2 separate regions of the Sus scrofa genome follow, and region 2 is linked to region 1. The links are chromatin contacts, called in public HiChIP or PLAC-seq maps. All regions are on one chromosome and are shown on one strand. The core of a region is the stretch at or near the end of the contact, and the rest is flanking DNA. Distances in the headings are between cores, read along the strand shown.

Region 1 (7,253 bases), core at 3,914-6,413:
AACTGAGAATTCAGGACAGGAGAGAGGAAAAAGAATTCTAAGATAATGGGAACAGGAAGTTCTAGGATGACAGCTGTGTTGGCTAGCTAGAGAGCAGCCAGCCCAGATTAGAATAGAAGGATACAGGAATTTAAGAAAGAACTCCAAGGAAAACAAACAGGAATGAGAGAATAGTTTGACTATATTCAGAAGATTTTTACAGTTCTGTTAGAAAGATAAGGAAGGAGTAGGTTTAAATATAGGTACATAAAAACCTAAAGAAATAAAATCAAGGCCATAACGAACTCCAGGAAAAAATGTTAAAGCACACTACTTGTTTTAATGAACAATGTTTATGACACTATAAACACTACATATTAGTATAGTCAAAATTGTATATGCAATTATGGCGGAAGGAGAGGAAGGAAGGAAACTCAAAGTGATTGTGTAAAAAAGTTAAATTCTTACTTTCTGTAATAAGTATAGATTGGTTCTAAAATGGATAAACTGATTGATAGTAATGCGATCATGTTAATTTTAGAGTTGGAGGTAAATATTAGAAGAAATAGCTAAAAGATGTAAAAGTGGTTGATTCTTGGACGTGATTAGTGGCGAGGGGGAGGGATAGAAAAGGAGCCTGCCATTTTTTGTTAAGAACCTTGTAAAGTTATTGGATTGTTAAAACTATACATGAACATGCATTAATTGGTTCTAAAATACAATAACTCTTCTTAAGAGACTGAATGGGAGAAAAGGAAATGGAGACACAAGTTGTAGCCCAGAGCATCTCAAACTTTGATGCACACACACACACGTACCTGGGAATTGTCAAAAGGGCAAAAGCTGCTTCAGCAGATCCAGGGTGGGGTCTGAGAGTCTACACTTCTTCCAGCTCCTGGTCCATGGACATACTTCGAGTAGTAAAATAGTGTTCTATTCCCTATCTTAGGGAAAGGGAGAGAGAGAGAAATAATTAGAGGGACGCCAAGGATAAAATGAGGTTTTAATCATGAGAGGTTCTATTGCACCATCGTTACCCCTTTTGACTCTACATTTTTTGCCTGAAAGTCTACTCATTCTTTAAGATCTAACTGATAGACCATCTCTTCTGCAAAACTTTCATCATCTTTTCCCCTCCTCCCAGGCCCAAGCAAAATTAATTACTTCCCAGTTTGGGAGCTCCCAGGGAAAAGTCCAGATCTGTAAGAGTACTTGTCTCAATGTACTGCTATTGTTGGTATCTTGTCTGCTTCCTGCACTAAGGTGTGGGGACATAAGCCCTGAGTCCCCCTGCCCCCAAATCTGTGCAGTCTTTGAATTTAGCACAGGTACTTGAAATGTCAAAGTTTAAATAAAGGATTAGAAGAAACGAATCACTCAGGAATGATATAGTAACAAATCACAGTCTTTAGAATGGTCTGGAACATGGATGTGTGCTCATCAGCAATGTCAGAGAAGGGACTTCTTTATTTCATTGGAAGTTGATGACCCTATAATCCCCCTCCTAAGGGTCCATAATTTTCTGCCCTGGATGATATGAAATCATCATCATATGCATATATGAAATAATATTTCCAAGGGAGCTGTGTTTTCATGCATTCATTAACTTATTCTGGAGAATATTTTTAGCTTTCATCATATCTGGTTGTATTTGAGAACCTAAGTAAAAGGAAAAAATACCCTTTAATGTGGTAGAAATTTCCCTTAATATGGTAAAAATATCCTTTAATAGAACAGAAATGGGAACCTACACACAGTTGTAGCTGGCAAGGTCACTTTGGTAAGGTTCAGATCCTGCACACAAAACTGACCTCAACTTGGCAGCTTCTGCACCGTAAATTACAGGACTGAAAAGAAAGTCAACACTCATTCTAATTAGAGTGATACCCAGCTGTTAGCAATGAACAAAAGGGGCCTAGAGAAGGCAAACCGCCAGCACATATTTTTCAACAGCAAGCAGTTCATTACAATGATAAGGCAAGAGCAGTAAGGGACGGACACATGGTTCTAACTAGACCTGGGAGGTGGGAAGTGCCAGCCCTGGGCCAGATGTATCATTCCAGATCCTGGACTTAAGACTGCAGATGTCTGTTGATGCAGGACAATGATCATACTTAGAGGAAAAAATTTTAAGGAAAAACGTCAGCAACAGGGGAAGGAGCTGGGACAGCTGACGGTCAATCATCTGCCGAAACTCAGGTCTATGTATGACTGGATCACTTTGTTGTGCGGCAGAAATTATCACAACCTTGTAAATCAACTATATTTCAATAAAACATTTAACAATGAAAAAAGGAGCTATTTAAAAAAAAAAAAAAAAAGAATCACCTGGATGCTTCAAAAAAGTGACTGATGCTGGAGTCCCGCAACCAGGGAACCTCATTGCTGGGTCCCAGCTGGGCTCTGGGACTCGGGGTCATTGATTTGCTCCAGATCACCCAGGTTTTAGTTACCTGCAGGCTAGAGAGGATCACTGATGGTGTCCAGGTCCGCATATCTTTCTCCTACCCAGCGTCTGTCGTAACCAGCCCCTGATATGCTGCAAATGCAATGGCCAGCCTTGCTCAGCATTTCTCAAACATCTTTCATGGTGAGATAAAAAGCATACTCAAAACCCCGTGTGGCTCAGTCCAACTGGAGAGACCGTGTCCAGAGAGCCTTGTTTCTATCAGGGAGCGTCTCATCCATTTCTCTTCACTCACGTCACAGGCCAGTCTTGCTGAAGCCAGGAAGTTCTGAGTAAGATCTGGGCAAAGAAATAATAATTCTGTAATTCCCAATTGGCCTGCCTCATCCTGTAACCAAACAGCTGTTGTTGTTGTCTGCTTGCTGAGAGTGCATGCCCCCCCCCAAACACACACACACAAACACACACACGAACCATAACTCACACTCAGCTGTAACCCAGCAGTTCTCTCAAGCCATTTGCAGCCTCTCCTAAACTCCACAATGATTTTATCACTGATGTAATGGCACTTACCTAAAAATCTCAATACGTAATTACATTTAACCCTGATAAACACCTTGACAACTATATTATAAAGGAATCTAGTTGGTCGATAAAATTTAAATATATTCCAAACGGACAAAAGGAGTCCCGGGAACCATGACGCCTCATGTTACCATTGCCATGACCTGGAACCTGCCTCCCATGGCAGCATCGTACAGCTTTTTGTTGCACCTGATCCATCCAGTGAGGAGACAGCTGTCAGAAAAACCACATATGCAAAATTCACAAAGATCTTATGTTTGCTTTTTTAGCATATTAAAAAAAAAATACTGACCCATGAATAGGTCTAGAACATAAGGCTACTCTTGGCTTTGGAGCGTTTTTGAGATAAGAAGTTTTCATACTTTGATGTGTATCAGAATCACCTGGGGAGTGGGAGCTGGGAATTTTTCTTATCGATTTATTAATAGATTTTATTTTTTAGAGCAGTTCTGGATTTACAGAAAATTAAGGTGATAAAATACGGAGAATTACTATACACGTGTGCTCCCCACATGCAGTCTCCCCCGTTAACATCTGACACTAGTTTGGTGCCTGTGGTACAATTACGGAACCCATATTAATACATTACGAATGAGGATCTGTAGTTTCTTCAGATTTCCTTTGTTTTTCCCGAATGCCCTTATTCTAGTCCAGGATATCACATCATGCATGTAGTTGTCATGTGTCCTTAGGCCCCTCTTAGCTGTGATAGCTCCTCAGACTTGTTTCTGATGCCCTTGACAATTTTGAGGCATCCTAGCCTTGTATTTTGCAGGGAGGCCCTCTATTGGAAGATGTCCGATGTTTGCCTCATTAGATTGTGGATTATGAGTTTGGGGGAGGAGGCGCACAGAAGTAAAGTTCCCTTTTCACCCCAGCCTATGAAGGGTGCATCCGATCAACACGATTTATGACTTCCGTTGACCTTGATCATCCAGCCTAGAGAGTGTCCGTGAGGTTGCTCCAGGGAAAGGTTACCTTACCCCCTCTTTCCATGTTGCATGCTTTGGAAGGACGTCCAGAAATAAGGAGAGGAGCTGATGTTCTCCCTCCCTTAGGATGGAGGATCTCATCGTTTATTTGGAGTTTGTCTGGATGGGAAATTTGTCTCTCTCCCCATTTATTAATTTATTCAAGAGTTTATTTATATCTGTATGGATCCATGAATATTTATTTTAATTTATGTTATGCTTTGGGTTATAACCTCAAGGCACTTTATTTTGTTGCTAAAATGTTCAAGCTTGGCCATTGGGAAGCTCTTTCAGGTGGCTTCTGTGCACACTTGACATACCCCTTTAGTGGGTGTGTGTGTACAAATCTATACCTATTTCTATATGAACCATCTGTATCAAAGCTAACCTGAGTTTTTGCCCAAAGCCTCCAATCCTGATCCATTACCATTTGAAATCTCCCTTTCCTGAACTCTCCCACTCCAACAGGAAGAAACATGGTTCCCACCATGTGCACCATGTGTTTTCTTTTTTCTTTTATCTTTTTTTTTTTTTTTTTTTTTTTTTGTCTTTTTGCTATTTCTTTGGGCCGTTCCCGCGGCATATGGAAGTTCCCAGGCTAGGGGTCGAATCGGAGCTGTAGCCACTGGTCTACACCAGAGCCACAGCAACGCAGGATCCGAGCCGCATCTGCAACCTACACCACAGCTCACGGCAACGCCAGATCGTTAACCCACTGAGAAAGGGCAGGGACCGAACCCGCAACCTCACGGTTCCTAGTCGATTTCGTTAACCACTGCGCCACAATGGGAACTCCCCATGCGTTTTCTTAATGGCTGGATTCCGACACACGGGTACAGCACCATCAGAACTGTTTACACTTACCTCCATGAGACACAACTTTTCTGACTTGAGTTCCGGACATACGTGCACGCCCTTCTGCCTTTGGTCTCACAGACGCCCCTCATTTCCAAAGGTGCTAAGTCAGCACACTTCCCACCTTCCTTCAATGAGAGTGTTTCATAGGCTTGTAATACAGTCAGATTCTCTTGTCACCATCTGTTATCTTTCCTACGATCCCCTGACCTCCTAGAGAATTTTTTTATTTGCATATATTAAAGATCACATGTGGAGCTGGAAAGCTGTAACAGGCATTGACAAATGCATGGTATCATGTATAACTCATCCCAGCATCACACAGAATAGTTTCATCACCCTAAACATTCCGTGAGCTCCACCTATGTGTCATTTCTCCCCGCCCCCAAGCCCCTGGCAACCACTTATTTACTGTCTCGACAGTTCTCCCCATTCTAGGATGACATGTAATTGCCATCATACAACCTGTAGCCAAGTTGCTACCCTTCCAGCTCCCATCCTGTATGGTTTGCAGCTCTGGGCAGCTATGAGAGTTTCTGCATCTAATTCCTTAAAATCATCTCATAATCACCCCTTCTACCTCCTCCTCAAGCCATTCCTATGTTGTCATTTCATTCCAGCTTTTGACAACTTATTCCTTGAAAACCTTTTTTTAATCCAAAGTTTCAAACACGTTTACAGTAGAGCCATTTTTTTTTTAAAGTTGTAATGTCGTTTCTTCACAAGATCTTAAAGAACCCAGCAATGGAAAACGAGGTTACAGCCACCCCCTCTCCCTAAAGAACTCAGGTCATCTCCTTTCTTATTCACTGTCATCTGCCTTGGTTTATGTGGAAATCCATCTGAATGGGAACTATATTTATCCAGATGCTCTGTATTATGTGTTCAGCTGGGCTCGCTGTTGCAGACGTACACCTGTCAAATGACGGCAATTGGTTATTTGGGGCTGAATTGCTGACTTAAGCTATGACCTTCCTCAAATCACATAGATTTCTCTCTTTTCCAAGTTTCTCCTGTCAAAACACTGACCTACTTAAACAGAAACACGGTTAGCATTAACTAATAGATTGTTCTGAAAATGTCAGCGCCCATAACCATTGCTATTAAGGTGCTAAGCTATAAATATATATAATGAAGGAAGCCCTTGCTTTTTAATTGAAAGAAAAAAAAACCCTGCCACCTTGAATAGTTTAACATTGTCACCTGTATTTCCCAAATGCAATGCAAGACGTAAAAGAAGAATCTAACGCTGTTTTCCCGAGACAATGGCCCACACACACCAAGGATTTTTTCTTCGGTTTTTTAAAAATGTGTCTTTCATGTTCATATGGAGGGATTTTCAAGAATCTAGGACTAGGGAGAGCCCGTCAAGAATATGCTCTCCAGCCTCCGACCCAGAGTACGGCTATGATGTTCTGAAACGATTTAATGATCTGGCCTTCCAGCCTGTCGGTAAACTCTAGAAAAATGCCCCACTTCGTACGTGACGCTTTCAAATGCGGTGGAAGCTGGTTGTTAGGAATGTCTTCTTTTAAACCAAGATGCACTCTTCTTCCCTTGAAATTCCTCCTCTCCAGCCTGTCTTCTGGAGCTCAACCCAGTCCGTCGAATCCCCCTTCTGCAGGACAGCCTCTCAACTCCCTCATGACCGTTGTCGGAGGCACTCAAGGGTTTTTCTTCTGCTGTTTCCCGGTTTCTGCTTTCATTCCTCATGTGACATGATTTCCTGAACTGCCTCCTTCCTGTCTGCCCTCGCAAGACAGGCCCCAGTTTCTCATGGCACTTTTCAAATGTGGTACTGAGGCCTGAGGATAGAACGTACTAGAAGTAGCCTCCCAGGGGCAATAAGGCTGGGGCCCACCTCCCTTCCTGGCCCGGCGCCCAGCTACAGGCCACGAGAAGATGCTCGGTAGCTGGGCCCCACGCAGCTTCCTGCCCACCAGCCAAAGGCTCCAGCGCCAACAATCAGAGCTCCCCGGATCCAGGAGCCCCACTATCCAGCCTGCCCCCTTGGTCCCCAGGGCAGGTGCCACTCAGCACCTCACCCCCACCCCCACCCTGCACCTCTGGCTCCTGGGGCTCCTGGAGTCCCCCATCAGCCTCTTTATTCCCAAGAACTTCCTGCTCATCAGTGATTCACCTGACTGTGCAATGGCAATCCCCAGGGGTGTTGAAAATTACGGCTGCTGCTGCTGTTTCACTGGCGATGCTGGCAGAGATTCCGATAGAGTTGCCCTGGCATGGGACCTAGGTGTGTTTTAAAAGCTCCCCAGAGAATTCTAATGTGAAGTCAGGGTTAAAAATCACTGAGGAAATCCTGATTCCTTCTGCAGACTCAGTCCTTCCTACTGGAAGATGTTTTATCTCCTGCACCCCACTTATCACTCCATAGGTGGTTCCCCTAGTCGTGCTCCACCAGTGCTGCCAGGTCACTGGGGTAGGCACTTACTATTGAG
Region 2 (6,685 bases), core at 3,269-5,768, 210 kb before region 1:
AGAAAGAAAGAAAGAAAGAAATGTAGTCCTCATCGCATGCATAGAAGAGAAGATTTAAAAGCAGAACTTCCCCTTACCTCTGGAACCACTCTTAACCTTATTTGACCCTTATTAATTCAATTCTATTAAGTTCCACAAATATTTACTGGATTTGAAAAATCTCACAGGTGCGCTCTCACATTTCCAGGCAGTCATCAGGTTTGGTCACCTTTTTATTTAGGTATTTTTTTAGTCAACTGTTTTGGAATGCCTACAAGTTCAAAACATGGGAAATGCGAGAAAAACGAGTTAAGACAAGCGTCTCTGTTAACCGTAGCTGGAGCTTTTCATAGTCACTCAACAATCGGCTAATAACTCTGGGATCCCACTTCCCCCCAGGGCTCGGTGCAAGTACAGGACGTGTTGAGGGACAAAGGAAGTGGCCTTAGAAGCCCTGGACAGAGTGGGGCCTGCCAGCCTGCCTGCCAGTCCCCAGACTTTTGCTTGGTGTTCCTTCCATTGCACTTTTTCTTTTCCCAGTTTATTTAATTTCAAATCAAAAGAAACGTTGAAAGAACAGAACAAGGAACACTCCATTTACGCAACAACTGTAATGTCCTGCCATGTGGGGTTTTGTGCGTCAATCATTTCTCTTATTTATTTACAAAATCGTTGCTAAAGTATGCGAAAGTAAGTTTGGACATCCAGGCGCGTCACTCCTCAAAAACTCAACAGGCATCACCCAGGAATAAAGTTGTTTTCCTAAATATTCACAAGGCCATTATCACACCTGAGAAAATTAACAATAATTCCATATCATCTCGTATCCATTCCATATTCAAATTTCACCCATTGCCCACCCAAGGCCTTTTTACACGAGCCCCCCCCAATCCCCTCCCACCCCACACTCTCTAGGGTCCTGTTCAATTTTACCCACTACTTTTGGTTGCTTTATCTTTGCAGTGTCTTTTAAGCTAAAAAAGATACTTTTTTTTTTTTAATAATGATACTGATTTGGAAGAATCCAGACCCAGGTGTCTTATACAGTGTTCCACAGTCTGCTTTGTCTGTTTACTTCCTCCTGGTATCATTAAACGCATTCCCCCATCATTTATATTTCCTATGAACCAAAGGTAAGTCAAGATACAAGTTAAACAGTTTAGGGGAAAAAAAATATTTTATGCTGTGAACGTCATACTTCTTCACACCAGAAGACACCAAATGTTAGGCTACCCCATGATTGTGGATTTGAGGCTTGATCACCTGGTTAAGGTGGTTATTGCCACATCTCTTTACTGTAAAGGTATGGGTTCCCCTTTATATCAGTAAAGCCTGGGGTGGGGTGGGCGGGGGTCATCTGTGGCTGTCCTATTTCCCAACAATTTTTCACCATGCATTTAGCATCCACTGATAAGCTTTGCTTCAAATATTGCATCTGGGACTGCAAAATTCAATCATGCCTTCCACATGTATTAGCTGGTATTCTTGCCAAAAGACAAACTTCCCCTGTCCTCCCTCTTTTTTTTTTTTTTTTAAGCTTTTGCTTGTGTAATAATTAATTGCCATCATTATTCCTTTTGACATTCACAGAGTCCCCAATTTGGCCACTTGGGGTCTCTTCAAGCTGGTCCCTGTGTCCTTTTGACTTGACTCCATTCGCCTTTATTTTCTTAGATGAAGCTGTCCTGAGCCCACCTCATGGTTCTCCCTGCTCAAGCTCTGTAATCAGCCATTTCTCCAAACAGTTCTGTTTCAATGTACACAGGAAACATTATTTAGAAACCAGAGTCTGAGCATCAGGCTGCTCCCAAATTACATGAGGCAATTATATCCAATGAACCCGTAACTCCACCCTTTGCTTAAGCAATCCATCGCTTGCAACAGAAAGAGTTAATGTAAATAAGAATGGTGTGAGTTATCTCCGGAAGTACCTCTCCAAATCCTGTCGTTTTTCTTTGTGGAGTGTCCCAGAAGCCAACTACTTATCTCACACTGTTGAGAGAGAGAAAACCCTTTCACTGAGTATGTTTAGGCCTAGAGAGGTCACTGGTGTTTTGACCCACTAACAGTGCTCTGTATCCCTGGCAGCAGCTGAAAACATTCTGCCTTGAGACCTGGTTGATGACGCACGCAGACAAATGCATCTCATTATTTCACTTCATAACCACACCTTATGCTTGGCCAAAAATGATAAAATGTTGTTAGATCACTTATTTTAGATTTTTTTAGAATTTAGGATTGCAATTTTAAGTATCAGAATTAAATAACTGCAGGATGCTTTAAGTATTAAATATATCCACACATGACAGCTACCAAAATCAAGGACACATGCAAGGTCTACACAGTCTTTCCTCATTTAACAAATATTAACGTGGTGCCTTTTAGGTAGTAAGCATCATAAAACTTCACAAAACATCCCAATTGGGCACTGATTTATTAACTTATTAAATACGTATTAATTGAATGAAACTGCCAACAACTGGATTTAAAAAAAAGAAAAAAAAAAACAAATATGACCCAATTTCTGCCCTCCAAAGAGACAATCTAGTCAGGCAGGGCACAGACACAGGAATGCACAATGACAGGGCGAGTGCTGTGAAGAAGGCCCTTCAAAGGTTCCTTGTGAGTCCTAGAGTATCAGAGAGAGCCTTCTGGAGTAAGTGGAAGAGGAGCCCCTGCAGGGTGAACCCGCGTCAGCCACAAAGGTAGAAGGAGCGGTTGATGTTCAAGGAGGGGGAAGGGAATCGCCAGCCTCCGGTGCAAGGGTGTCTCAGGTCAAGGGCACAGGATGCAAATGAGACAAGACGAAGAAATGGAGCAGGGTCGGGGGCAGGGGGGCAGTCGTGGAGGTGGTTCAGAATCAACACGACACTGCGGGGAGCAGCAAGAGCAGTGCCGCGGGGCGGGGCTGGGACCCGCAGGGCAAGCCCAGAGGGATGGGGGCTTCATCCTAGCAGAAACAAACACTGAGGTTTGAAAGAGGGAATAGAAGACTCAGTTCAGGGTTTTAGGGCTATTAGAGTAATTCTGAGTGTGTGCTATATACCACGATCTATGCTAAATGTTTATGTCTTTTAATCCTCAGAACAACTCAATCAGGAAAGCATTTTTTTTTTCTTTCTGTCATGTATATCGAGGCTTAGATGTTCACCCAAGCTTACATAACTGCATTTGCCAAAGTAATGGAGTCATAATTCATATCCACACCGTCTGGCTACAGAGTCTACATCCTTAACCACTGTGTTACACTAGCTCCATTTTGCAGTGTGCAAAATTAACTGTTCTTCTTTTCTCTTTACAGGGGAGATTAGGAGGAGGGTAGCTAAGGAAGAGGACAGAAAGCTGTCAGAGTCATTTAATGAAAAAGTTACTGGGTGATTTGGACTAGGAGGGTCGAAGGAGCAAGGGAACGAATTCTGGCAGGAAATATGGAAAAGAAATGCCTGGCAACTGATTGAATATGAGTGGGGTGGAGGGAGTGGCGTGAGGGAGAAAAGAAGGGTTGAGAATTATACCCACTGCTCTGCCCTGGGGTATTGCACAGGCAGCGGTGGGTAGTCCCTGAAAATGGTCACTTAGCAAGTTAGGGAACAGGGTATGTGAAAAGGGGCCACCAACTGAGTCAATGATTTTTTTTTTTTTTTTTTTTTTTGTCACTTTGTCCTTTTAGGGCCACTTCCTCAGCATACGGAGGTCCCCAGGTTAGGGGTCTAATTGGAGCTATAGCCGCGGGCCTACACCACAACCACAGCAATGCGGGATCCAAGCCGCGTCTGCGACTTACACCACAGCTCACGGCAACGCTGGATCCTCACTGGGCAAGGCCAGGGATCGAACCCGAAACCTCATGGTTCCTAGTCGGATTTGTTTCCGCTGCACCACGACGGGAACTCCTGAGTCAATGAATTCTTGACTTCATATGGAAAGGCCCAATGAGGACAGATACTGCAGAGCTTCTCTCTAGGGTATATCCAGTGACAAGTGACACATCCTGATGACGCAGCCAGCAGTCTTCAACCACCATGCTCACCCCCTCTGCCCCTTCAGAAATACATAAACAGCTGGCTGATTTATTACAAGGTGGAGAAAAACACTCAGGAAAGATGCAGAAAACTTTCAAAAGAAGAAAGCTTAACACTGTCAAGGTCTAAGACAACCTGAAAGTTACACGTCAGGCCAGAGCTCTCTAGGTTAGAAGATGTTTCATAACCAGGTAGCTATCACAACAGACAAGGCCAAGTGGCTTTTTTCATGGTGCAGCCTCTTCATCGTTCCCACTTGAAGGCTAGTGAGATCAATGTTACAGAAAGGAAACATTTAAAGGTCAGGCTGCTAAAAAGTTCACCATAAAACCCTTCAAGACTCTCTTTTCCCTCTACTCCTTTTATTAAGCGTATGGCTTCCTTTTTCCTCTATGTGTGCAGAAACCATTTTGCCTTTTCTCAATGCTATGAATGCAAATAGGATCGCTTCCCCTTTCTTGTTCTTGTACTTCTCTAAAACTGTCAGCAATCATGGACTGGTGTTAACTGAGGCTACGTAACAGAAAAACCTCTGCGGCTTGTTGTGAAACGAGTTATTTCAATCTCATCTGAGACAGGGTATCTTGTGGGAAGGTGGACAATTTCTAATACAGCTTCACAACCACGTGGATGTGCTGACTTACTCCAATTTTCGCAGGAGCCACCAAGAGCCAGGCTCATTTCTTGGCTTCTTGATGGGATACTCATTATCCCATTTGAAGGCAAGACTCTGAATTTAAGCGTCTGGCATAATCTGAATTATAAGTGTGGCCATTACAAGCTGATTGACGGTGTTGAAAGGCACAAAAGAGACCGTGATGAAGCCCATCTACAAATATTAAGGTCCAAGAAGTCTTCCTTCTTAGCTGAGACTTAAGCCAACCTCTCCCCAGCACCCCTGGCATTCTAAGTCGTCCTCTCCCCTCTCCAAAGGCTACCATCATGCCTTGTAGAACTAGTAGGCAGGGAGGCAGCTATGGAAGGGAAATACTAATAAATCAAGTTTCGCCCTTACCTTGGTTTTCTGTGTCTGGCCCATTCACCAGACTGTCCTGTGTCTCTCTCTCTACCTCTGTCTTGCAAAATTAGGCCAACTAAATCTTACCTCTTTTGGAAAACTTTCTTTTTAAAAGAAGGAAAAGAAGAATTTGTATTTGTATGGGGACCTCATTTGTCCCTTTCGCTGGAGAGGCGGTGGGTCCCAACAGAAAGGGCATCGTCACCATTGTTCTATGAAGAATCCCCTCTACAGATGCTGCCTGAATAATTCTGAAATAGTTACGTGCATAGCATCCGTTCAGGACTACATAATACCTTCAGTTTTTCTGATCCTGTTATTATAAATAAATTAAGACCCTAAATCTAAAAAAAGGATACAATGAACTTCTCTGCAGTACAGATACTGACTCAGACTGTGAAAACCGTGTGGTTTCCCAAGGAGACAGGTTGGGGTGGGGAGGGATGGGCTGGGGGTTTGGGATGGAAATGCTCTAAAATTGAGTTGTGATGACCATTGTACAACTATAAATATAATAACGTTCACTGAGTTAAAAGCAAAAAAAAAAAAAAGACCCTAAAGAGCACTCAAGGAAGAAAGCCAGAAATGGAGGAGGACTGCTTCTCAGCTCCAATTTTGTGCTCAAATAACTAAACTACAACTCCCTTATATTTTCAGTAAACTGAAAGCCAGTATTTCCACTTTGATTATTGTCTAGGCTGCAATTCATTTTTAGAGGATAAAAATTTAATTACTTCATCCAAAATGTAATAATAATTCAGGGGGTCCCATTGTGGTTCAGCAGGTGAAGAACCTGACACAGTGTCCATGAGGATGCAGGTTCGATCCCTGGCCTTGCTCAGTGGGTTAAGGACCCGGCATTGCCACAACCTGTGGTATGGGTCGCAGATGTGGCTCAGATCCAGTGTTGCTGTGGCTGTGGTGCAGGCTGGCAGCTGCAACTCTGATTCAACCCCTAGCCCGAGAACTTCCATATGCCACAGGTGCAGCTGGCCATAGAAAGAAAATAATAATAATAATAATGATTTAATAACACTTAAAGTTACAGGGCTTTGGAGTTCCCACCCTGGCACAGTGGGTTAGGATCCTACTGCAACAGGTCAGGTCTCTGTGGAGGTACATGTTCCAACCCAGGGCTGGTGAGGTGGGTTAAAAGATTCAGCATTACTGCATCTATGGTAGAGGTTGCAGCTGTGGCTTGGATTCCAACCCTGGCCTGGAACTTCCAGATGCCACAAGTGCGGCCTTTAAAAAAATTAAATTAAAAAAAAGTTAGAGGGTTTTTCCCTTGTCTTCAATGATGAAGTATTCTTGTGGGTTATATGTAACTACTGAAATGATTAAGCTCATACCCGTAGGGCTAAGTTGTAAAAACACATGTATCCCCTGGGATAGACCATGATGAAAAGAATATAAAAAATAATGTGTATACCTATATATGTGTGTGTGTATGTGTGTATTACAGAAATTGGGACAACATTGTGAATCAAATATACATTAATTTTTTTTAATTTTTTCAATTAAAAAAAACGGGGGTGGGGGGATGTGCTTGGGCTGTGGGATGGAAGTCCTGTGAAATCAGATTGTTATGATCATACAACTATAGATGTGATAAATTCATCTGAGTAATTAAAAAAAAACAAACAACTTCCCCAACGTGTATCCT

The links. HiChIP or PLAC-seq counts read pairs in DNA pulled down with a chosen protein or histone mark.
Region 2: an H3K27ac HiChIP or PLAC-seq map of alveolar macrophages shows a contact between it and region 1. The contact joins two enhancer-like sites. A contact is called at or near these places in 2 of 2 datasets of contacts at active chromatin or transcription factors (alveolar macrophages and skeletal muscle).

Annotation. Positions count from the first base shown.
Region 1 is chr4:111,691,496-111,698,748 of Sscrofa11.1, reverse strand. It overlaps LOC106510205 (a long non-coding RNA gene), which reads right to left. Exons shown (of 7, transcript XR_002343539.1): 2 at 2,433-2,725; 3 at 798-923. Among named protein-coding and RNA genes, the nearest start is that of SLC25A24, 110 kb to the right of the region's middle. Within about 2 kb of position 5,163, at least 2 of the 83 cell types and tissues checked have an H3K27ac peak or open chromatin away from gene starts, as enhancers often do. A contact at or near this core is called in alveolar macrophages, where this site is marked.
Region 2 is chr4:111,899,749-111,906,433 of Sscrofa11.1, reverse strand. All of the region lies in intron 1 of VAV3 (guanine nucleotide exchange factor VAV3), which reads right to left. Among named protein-coding and RNA genes, the nearest start is that of VAV3, 78 kb to the right of the region's middle. Within about 2 kb of position 4,518, at least 10 of the 83 cell types and tissues checked have an H3K27ac peak or open chromatin away from gene starts, as enhancers often do. A contact at or near this core is called in alveolar macrophages, where this site is marked.